3 separate regions of the Gossypium hirsutum genome follow, and all the other regions are linked to region 2. The links are chromatin contacts, called in public Hi-C maps. All regions are on one chromosome and are shown on one strand. The core of a region is the stretch at or near the end of the contact, and the rest is flanking DNA. Distances in the headings are between cores, read along the strand shown.

The links. A called contact is a pair of places that touch in the nucleus more often than the background predicts.
Region 1: a Hi-C map of leaf shows a contact between it and region 2, with 2.3 times the contacts expected there. The contact joins the promoter of LOC107922374 here to the enhancer-like site in region 2. A contact is called at or near these places in 3 of 34 Hi-C or Micro-C datasets (all in leaf).
Region 3: a Hi-C map of leaf shows a contact between it and region 2, with 2.0 times the contacts expected there. The contact joins the promoter of LOC107948287 here to the enhancer-like site in region 2. A contact is called at or near these places in 6 of 34 Hi-C or Micro-C datasets (callus and leaf).

Annotation. Positions count from the first base shown.
Region 1 is chrA01:113,617,445-113,620,649 of Gossypium_hirsutum_v2.1, reverse strand. It overlaps LOC107922374 (zinc finger CCCH domain-containing protein 14), which reads left to right and starts at 1,489. Exons shown (of 3, transcript XM_016852375.2): 1 at 1,489-1,873; 2 at 2,089-2,149; 3 at 2,863-3,205. The coding sequence starts at 1,801. It overlaps LOC107921190 (rhodanese-like domain-containing protein 9, chloroplastic), which reads left to right. Exons shown (of 5, transcript XM_016851072.2): 3 at 1-98; 4 at 314-399; 5 at 488-787. The coding sequence ends at 663.
Region 2 is chrA01:113,384,761-113,388,294 of Gossypium_hirsutum_v2.1, reverse strand. No RefSeq gene overlaps it. Among protein-coding and RNA genes, the nearest start is that of LOC121208390, 10 kb to the left of the region's middle. Within about 2 kb of position 1,879, at least 9 of the 9 cell types and tissues checked have an H3K27ac peak or open chromatin away from gene starts, as enhancers often do. A contact at or near this core is called in leaf, where this site is marked.
Region 3 is chrA01:113,539,658-113,543,080 of Gossypium_hirsutum_v2.1, reverse strand. It overlaps LOC107948287 (probable L-type lectin-domain containing receptor kinase S.5), which reads right to left and starts at 1,598. Exons shown (of 1, transcript XM_016882779.2): 1 at 1-1,598. The coding sequence starts at 1,365.

The sequences.
Region 1 (3,205 bases), core at 240-2,739, 230 kb before region 2:
TTGCCATTTACAAAACTCAATCCTGAATTTGTACAGTCCGTGAAAAGTCAGTTTTCTCCCGAATCTAAATTGTTACTTGTATGTCAAGAGGGGCTGAGGTTAGTTCTTACCATGCTCTGGATATGCTTGATTTGCAATCTGATTTATTAGTATACATCCGAATCTGATTCATTCTAGATCCGATTAAAGGCTATTCTGCATTGAATATACTCAACTGATGAATGGTCTGAATTTATTTCGATGCCCTTATCTTCATTTTAGCCTCAATGTGAGTAATCATTGATGGAACTGAACTTCTTTTTTCAATGTGAAGGTCTACTGCTGCTGCCAATAAATTGGAGCAAGCTGGTTTCCAGAATATAGCATGTATAACATCAGGGCTTCAAACTGTAAAACCAGGTTAAGCATCAACCGCGTACTGTTGTAATGACCATGCTTGTGATGTATGCAAGGAACAAAAACATGAAATGGTTCTTGTTTTTTGCAGGTACATTTGATTCCGTAGGTAAAACTGAGTTGCAAGATGCTGGCAAAGCTGGTTTGGTGACAATTCAAGGCAAGATTTCGGCTGTGCTCGGAACTGTACTCATCTGTGCATATCTGTTTATAACTTTGTTCCCGGATCAAGCGGAGAAGCTGCTTCAGATGAGTCCTGTAAGGTAGCCCTTTGCAAGGAGCCTAAAAGTTTTGTAGTTTTCACAGTGCCAATGCCAACAAAGGAATTCTAAACATGGAGTTTCGTCATTCACACTGTATATTTTATTTTGTTAAATCATTTTCTTTTAAAGATGATTGCTCAAAAAATATTATGAAAATTCAAGGTTGAGTATGAAAGAAATGATGGTGGTGAGATTTGTCAAAAAGTATAGGTTGTCACAAGTTGAGTTCAATAAACGAAACTGAATACAAATATTAGCTAAATAGTAAGTCGGTTTAGTCTTGTTTGATTATGAAATTCAATAATCAACTGACATAATCAAATAAACCGATCCTACAGTTGAGTTAATTTCCAAAATCAACTTAACCAAATTGTTTAAATCGATTCCATACTTACTTCAGTATTCTTTAGTTAGCTCATTTTAATTTTTCAAGGGGTCGATAATAGTTCTATATATATATATAGCACTATCATTTTGTATCGTCGTTTCATTTTTTTACTTTTATCCGTCTAGTCATTAGTTTTTGACGTTAAATGTTAACTTGAATCTAACATATCAAAAATATTAATTATTAATCCATATTTATTAAAAAATATCACATCAGATCCAAATTGACATTTAATGCCAAAGTTAATTGGCTAGAAATACTTTAGTTCAAGGATTAAATTGAAACATTTTGAAGTAAGGGAACCAATTTAAAAATTAGTTTATAGTTTGGAGGGTATCAAGTAAAATTAACCCAAGAGGAAATGGCAGTTAGGGGCTGGACTTGAATGGATATAAAGAAAGTTAGGCTGATTTGGACCTAATCGAAGTTGGATTAGAAATAGAGCCCAAAAAGGATCTCAAAATGGCTAAGATTCTTTTGGATTATTATGGCCGTGAATTATCAGCCCTAGCTACTAGCTATTAAATATCTCTATCTTTCAACCTTTTTTCCCACTCTCTGGCTTTGTTTCTCTTCCTCATCTTCTCCCAAGCTAGGGTTACTCTTCTTCTTCCTTCTCTCTCTGGGTTTTTACATTCCTCTTTCTTGGGTTTTTAGGGTTCCTGAAACTCTTGCAGTCGTTTGATTTTTTTGTTGGTATCTTTTTCCTTTGGATATGGATCTGTGATTTTTCATTAAAAGCAAAGTTCTCAAATGGATACTCGTAAAAGAGGAAGACGCGAAGCTGGGTTCAATGCTAATGGCGGCATCAAGAAATCTAAGCCAGGTTTGCCCCTCCCCTCCTTTTTTCACTCTAATAAATGGTCTTTGTTCCTGTTAATATTCACCAGCTTGTTCAAGTGTTAATATAGAAGTAATTAATTATATAATTATTAGTAATTAAATTTCAATAACATCTCAAATGAAGAATTAATAACGTGTAATTTTTTGGAGGTAATTTCAATAAAAGAGAAAAAGTAATTAATTAATGTTGTGCAACAGAAATGGAATCTTTATCAACTGGTGTAGGAAGCAAATCGAAGCCTTGCACCAAATTTTTCAGGTTAAAATTCTTATACCCACCTAAATAATAAATATTGGTGTTGTTCAGTTTATATTGTACTTAAATTCTGTTTTTTTTTAATAATTCATTTCTAATGCTTATACTGTAAAGGATTTAACTTTATAAATTAGCTAATACTGATAGTTAAAAAATTGTGGTTTTGCTAATCAAATGTGGGGTATTGAGCTATGACAGGTACATTACTGTTGTTTGATCATAATCAAGTTAATGATTAACAGAGATCTGCTTGGTGAAAAAGGCAAATTATATCAAAGATGTTTCATTTGTTTCAACTTATAAACTGTACCTAAGATTGAATTAAATGGTAAAAACTTCGTACAGTTATTGAGTCCGATGGTAAGTTATAAATCGAAGTATTATGAAATTCAGGTATGATGTGTTTTTGTGAAAATTATGTCATTGGAGCTCTGTCATGTTTGATTTTGTTTTACTATTTTCTGGATGAAGGTTTTGTGGTTTGTTTTGTTGATCCGGTGATTGCAATCTCTAATAGAAAACATGACAGGGAACTAGCGTGGTCTGGTTCTTTTCGCTGTTATGCGTTTACGCTTGATATATTTATTTTGTGCTTGCACTAGCTAGGTTTCTGGCCTACTGAATTTCCGGGTTTGACATCTTATACCGGTGAAGTGTATGTATGTCATCTTCTAATGGTTTATATTTAGCTGATTCCTGTGTTGGTTTAATTGCAGTACTGCTGGTTGTCAATTTGGTGAGAGCTGCCATTTCCTGCACTATGTTCCTGGAGGTTACAATGCGGTGGCCCAGATGATGAACCTTGCACCAGCTGTTCCACCGGCTTCTAGAAATGTGACAGCAACAGCTGCAGTCCCGCATGGATCTGGCTCCCAAGTCAAAACTCGCTTATGCAACAAATTTAGTGGTCCTGAAGGTTGTAAGTACGGTGACAAATGTCATTTTGCACATGGAGAGTGGGAACTTGGCAAGCCTATTGCTCCATCTCAAGATGATCCCCGTTCCATGGCACCTCTTCCTGGTCGCATGGGCAGTCGGATGGAACCACCACCCCCATCA
Region 2 (3,534 bases), core at 630-3,129:
CATATGGAATAATATAAAATAATTAGATCATAAAAACTAGCGTATGCTAGAATTCGAAATATTTTACATAAAAACTAGGGATATGTATATACACACAAAAATTTGAAATAGATCATCAAATAAATAAAAATATAGAATAAATAATATATACACTTTAACATATAAATGAATTTCAAAATAAGTATTATAAGAAGAACTTTGAAAAGAATACTATACAAAACGATTTAAACCCCAAAATTTATCGATAAGATATAATATAAATTATATTCATAAATATAGTAATGGATGTCAATATAAATTTTTAAACCAATGTTGTACATGTTAGAAAGTTTTAAGATAAATAGATTCCGTATAAAAATATTTAAAAGAATGTATATGAACTACTAACTATGTAATATGAAATTAATGATTGTACAAAATAATTTGAAACAAGATTTATTCATCCACAATAATTAATATACATGAAGTAAAAGTCTTAACATAAACAATGCATATATAAAAGGATAATAATAAAGGAAAATATTTGAAACAAACAAAATATATAATACCAAAATTGGATTTAAGAGACATAAATAATATATATACATAAAATAAGAAAATATGAACATCTTCGAAAGAGGATTTAAATAAGTAATTCAATATAAATTATGTATATGTATATATAAATATCAATAAATGAGGATAAATATTATATAAATCTTTTAAATATAAAATTACATAGAGAAAATTTTAAGATAATGAATTATATAATAAAATAATTCAAAAATGTACAAAAGAAAATAAATAAAAAAACTAAAACAATGTGAGATCAATAAAATAATACATTAAGAATAACATATTTAAAAAATGAATAACAAATAATTCATAAAGAATACAAGACACTAACTAAAAAAACTTAATCGTAATAAAAACAAAGTTAGAAGAGTAATTTATAAATAAATCAAATTGTTAAAACAGAATCAAGGACCAAAATTAAACGCACACAAATAACCGAGGATTAAAAATGAAAATGGACCAATATTCCAAAACGAAACGTTTAAAACATGGACTAAAATGAGTAAACACGCAAATTTCGGGGATAATCTAGAAGTATCAAAGAAAACATAAATAAGGCGCGATATGGTTCAGCAAAGTAATAGGACCACGCGCGTAAATTGATCATTTAAGGTAAAAAGGCGCAGATCTGGTCCACAAAATGGGTCAACGCGCAGATCTTCTTCCCCCTAAACGGCACCGTTTCGTATACTCCATAAAAAACACAAGAAAAAACCCTAAAATGACCCCTGATCCCTTTAAACAAAATCAAAACAAATAACCTAAGCTTCCTATCTCTCTCACATTCAGCCGACGGTCATCATGCAAAGGCCTAATCAGGCCCCGTTCGATCACGAATCTGAGAGTTTTGCTAGGCTTAACCTCAATCCTCATCTAAGCTTAGATTACCACGAAGCAAACAAGGATTTCGAGGCCTCCTCAAGAAGATAAGTATTTACGCCTTTATTTATTTGTTTTTTACTTACAATAATGAAGATTAAAGAAGAAATAGACGCAAAATCAAAAGAAAAAAATGAGATTTAAAATCACCTCTTGGAAACTGCTTTTCTTTTTCTATTCAAACTTTTTGTGAGATTTGTATGCATAATCCCTTTTACAGTGTAATCCTAGCCTTTTATAGCCAATATACAGAATAAATAAAAGAAAAATATAACGAGAAAAAACTCTAATTTTTGCTGTCATTTGCTGGCTGATTTTTTCTGTTATTATTTCTGTTATTTCTTGTCGCAGGTTCCATTGTGGTGATGGTCGTACGGAAGGAAGGGCCGTTCGTAGGCGTGCAGTGTAGCGCGCGTGGAAGCCATTGTGGAGCATGGAGACTAGGGCTGCGGCACGAGGCGGCTGATTAGGGTTTGGGGAATATTTAATTTTTGGGCTAATTTAGGTGTTGGGTTGTTTGGGGTTAATTGGGTTAGATTTTTTAGGTTAAATTTATTATTGGATTTAGGGATTTATTTGGGTTATAAATGTAAATAGACATTAGACCTTATTTTATTTTTACTATTTTTTATATTTTGGTTTTTTGGTTCTTGTATGGGCTCGGGCGAAATGGGCCTATTACAAGGAGCACAGAGGACATTAGATAAAGTAAATGAGTGGAAAGGAGTGGGAAGAGTAGTAGAACCAGAGTAAGTAATAGCAACGCCAGAGCCATTACCAATCATTACTTCATCCGAGCTAGTGTAGGGATTGTGAACAGATAGATTTCGCAGATCGGTTGTGATGTGGTATGTAGCACCACTGTCTAATAGCCAGGGATCAGAGGATGAGAAATTAGAGGTAGCTACATGAGCTTGAGGTTTCCATAGTGGAGGCATACGAGATATAGACGAATTCACCTGACGTGGAGGTGCAGCTGCATTCGGAAACTATTGACAAAAGAGAGAGCACTGAGTGACAACATGCCCCTGAGTTCGGCACCACTTACATTTTCCTAAAAAAGGATGCATAGGTCTATTGTATTGTTGAGATGCAGATGGCGTAGGAGACCGGTAAAACCATTGATTGGAGCGTTGAGTGTGAGTTGAGTAGGCGGTGACTGATACACTTTAGAAGGAGTTGTGTAAGGCGAGCTCTCTGTTGATTAGTTTCTCATGAAACTCATCAAAGATGATGGCAGTATTGGGACTATTGACAGCATCGATAATTGGTTGGAAGGTGTCATCAAGCCCTTCTAGGACTTTTTCAATAAGATCCTCTACATCTAATGGTTTACCAAGAGTAGCAAGCTCATCGGCTTAGATTTTAATAGCTTGCATCTAGTCCGTGATAGTTTGGGAGCCTTTGGAAATTTTTTTGAGATTATCTTTGATTTGTTTGATATGACCACGAGATGGACGAGCATAAGTGCTGGCGAGAACCGTCCAAGTTTCAACTGAGGTTATGCACCGTAAGACTAGAGGTACAAGGTTTTGGGAGATGGTGCCAACTAATGCACCAAACAAGAGTTTGTCTTGCTGTAGCCATGTCTGATATGCCGGATTGATGGAGGTTGTGTTATTGGTAGTTTTTGGTGGACAGGGATGTGTGCCATCAATGAATTTGAAGAGTTCATAGCCTATGAGGATGGATTCTATTTGGATTTTCCAGGAAATATAGTTGGTGAAGTTGAGTTTGATAGAGTTCTGGATTGTGACTATGGTGAGGGGATTGTTGGGGTCAAGAGGGTTGGAAAAAGAATTGTCAATAGCCATTGGAATCGAAACCTAACCTCTTTTGAGATAGGCAACTAATATTATATGGAATGAGAGAAACAGAAAGTAATTTAGAGAAGGTTTTTATTCATATCCCTTTGTCAAACAATACCAACCTATACATACATAGAGGAATAACAAACTATTTAACAATAATATATTTGAACTTTAAATAATAGATAATAAAGCTAATAATATTACTAAAGAAAAGGAAGAATCCCAACAACGAGATCAAGGCGGTTGATGAATCTTATCAGGAAGCATGTCTCAAGATACATTCCTCAAT
Region 3 (3,423 bases), core at 349-2,848, 160 kb before region 2:
TTTCTCACACCCATTGTGAAGATAATCAAGTGCCTCAGCCACCCCTTGTATAATGATGAGCCTAGTTTCCCAACTGAGATTTGGTTGATTTGATTCACCTTTCCCTGTTTTCTCATCATAGAATATGAACTTATCAAGGCTTCCATTCGGCATGTATTCATACACAAGGAGGAGTTCTCGGTTCTCATAGCACCATCCAATTAGCTTCACAAGATTCTTGTGGTTTAAGTTACCAATTGTGGTAACCTCAGCTATGAATTCTTGGTTACCTTGATGTGATTTCTTGGACACCCTTTTCACAGCTATTTCTTTTTCTTTCCAAACCCCTTTGTAAACTGTCCCAAATCCACCTTTCCCAAGCTTGTTTTTGTGATTAAAATTGCCTGTTGCTCTTTTCAGTTCTTTTAGTTTAAACCTTCTTGGAGCAGTAGAGCTCTTAATATGAGCTTCTATATTTGCATACCCTCTTTCCAAATCATCCTTTTTGGATCTCCTCCTCCAATAAATCCCAAGCCCCAAAATCAAACCCAGAACGAGAATTGGGATAACAATCCAAACCCACAATAGATTTGAATCATCCCCAACATCATCACCATGGAATTCCCAAGCTCTTACACAGTTCAACTCTGTGAAGTTTCCAGTTGAAGCTGAGAATCCCACATGAACAGTTTCAGGAAGAAACGAGGAGAGATCCACAGGCACTGATAATACTGGATTACTACTTTGGGTCTCGCTTCCATTAGAAACGAAAACAATCATGTTTTTGCCATCGTATTGAACAACGGCCCGTACATCGACCCCCATGGAAAGGTTAATCCCATAGCCACTCAATGATTGCTGTTCAATTGAATAACAGCTATTAATATCCAAGCCAACATGGTTACCGTCAGGTTCTTCTTCATAACTCTTCCTAGTGTCGAACTCCACGCCGACGATCCTAGCTCGAGAGGTTCCATTGGTGGTTGCATTGACTATGCCGAGCCATTGGCCGAAGCTCTCCTGTGGGACATTAGAATCTGCACTTAGCACAAAGGCTAAACCTTCCCCAACCTCTGGTGAATCTTTGTTACTGATATTAATAACGAAAGTTGTGTTGAAAGATGCTATTTTTCCTTTCTTTTTGCTCCACAGCTTGAATTTCTTCCCATAGAATGCCCTGCCTGGTGTGTTTTTAATATCACCATTAAGATCAGGTGTGATTTGGATGGCATCTCTGAAAATAGTTGAATTCTTACTCAGCAACAAATCTTTTCTGTTCTCTTCTTCGAAATCTGAAAACTTGAAATCAAAACACTGCACTTTAATGCAAGAAACTACGATTATGATTGCCAGAAGCAGCAGGTCGACTATCGGCAAAGTTGCCATATAGCATGTGAGCTCAAGAGAGATTGCACTGAAAATTAATGGAGGAATTTTTCTGGGATAAGAATTTGGTTAATTTCAGGGATGAAGACAAGATAGATGGTGTAACTTCCTAGAAATTTAATGCAACTTTGGTGAAGTTTGAGATTCTATGACTTTAAGGAAACCACTTGTTATTTGTCACCTGTATTCCACTAGGAAGAAAAAAGGCTTTATTTCATTTTTCCCTTTAATTTAAGATGTAATTTTATACTCCTTCAATAAAATTAGAAGATATCAAAATACTTTAAAAAGATCCCCCCAACTTTTTGAATTACAGCTAATTTTTTTTTCAAATGTGTTCACATTTTCTAAAATTATTAAATAGAGATAAGTATTTTAACGCGTTTAAACTCATATCTTCCTATACTAATAATAATATCAATATCAATCGAGTTAAAACTCAATCAACGAAAAATTTAACTTTTATAAAAGTAACTTCCAGATAAATCTTAATTTGGGCATTTAATGTTTTTAAAATAAACAATACTTTTTAATAAGAAAATATCATCTTTAATCATATATAAATTTACACAACATAAATTTAAACAATACTAAAATATAAATATTTTAAAATTACTCATAGTCTCTCCTCAACATATAAATAGAATGATAATGCACTTCAATACATTTGAACTCACATTTTCCTGTATTAACAATAATATACATGTCAATCGAACTAAGACTCAATTAACTATTATTATTAATGAATTTTAAAAAATAAATCCACTCATTCATTAATATTTGTTATGATGGGAGTTTGCACTTTTGTGGTTAATGATGGGCATTTAAAAAAGGAATATATGCAGTGCAAGGATATATCTAAAATTAAGGACTTGATTGACAAAGAATAAAGGCATCCTTTTCCTTTCATCAACACATTCAAATTTTGATTGCTGGCCGCCCCAAAACAACGCGTAATTGTTGGGGTCTTTTTCATTGTTAATGCCATATATTGACCCCTTTATTGGATTCACGTGTTTCATTAATCTATAAATAAGTAAAGACGACCAACTCTTCTTCTAATCAACCTCCAAATTTCGTTGCAAATGCCAATTTTCAAACTTAAAAAAAATCATTTTGACTGATATCTATAAAATGTTTTGGTGCGTAGTTTGAGTTTGACTCATATTAATTGCATCATTATTAGGGCTTTATCTTTTTTTTTGTAATTCTAAAAAAAAAAACCAATCATTTTAAAAAATTCAATTCACGATCATAATTAATTGAATTAAAATACGAAGAAAGTTGGTGCTTTCCATTGATTTAGTTTTACATGTTAGAAAGTTTATATTAATAGTTTGTAGGATTAAATTTAACAAATGGTTCTAATAATAATATATTGTTATGTAGTTTATAAGTTTGATTAGCGAAACGGTTCACTATCAGAGTAAGTATGACTATTAGAAATAGTCTAAATTGAGAATACATTTTACTAGACTCAAGTTAAATTTATGGATTTATTCACTTATGATGTTAATAGTCTGACTTACATTAATTCTAAATAAATGAATGATCATGTTTGTATGTTGGGCAAGTAGAATGTTGAGTATATTGAGTGCATGACTTTTGTATGGCATGACATAACTTACAAAAGTAGAATTCATAGCTTGAATAAAAAGTAAATAATATCTCTCGTTGACATTGTGTGGATTGTGAAAATGGAACATGGTCATGAGTCATTTGTCTAGGATGAATGATTAATCATTATTGATTGTAAGTAATAATAATTTTTATCACGGAAGATACAATCGCGACCATAAGATAAAATGAATTGAATTAGGTGAACGGTTTTAATCTAAAAGGATTACGGATTAGCTTTCATGATGGTATATAATAAGGATATTAATTATAACTTTTACTCGATTGACTCCTTAACTAAATAATTTTATAACTAATAGAAAAATAGTCAAAACTTAATTATAAATTATTTAAACTCCAATTATATATGCCCGATCGATCATTCTGTTAACTCATCGTAATTTCATCTTTATTGCATAATAAGAATTGATTGAATCTATA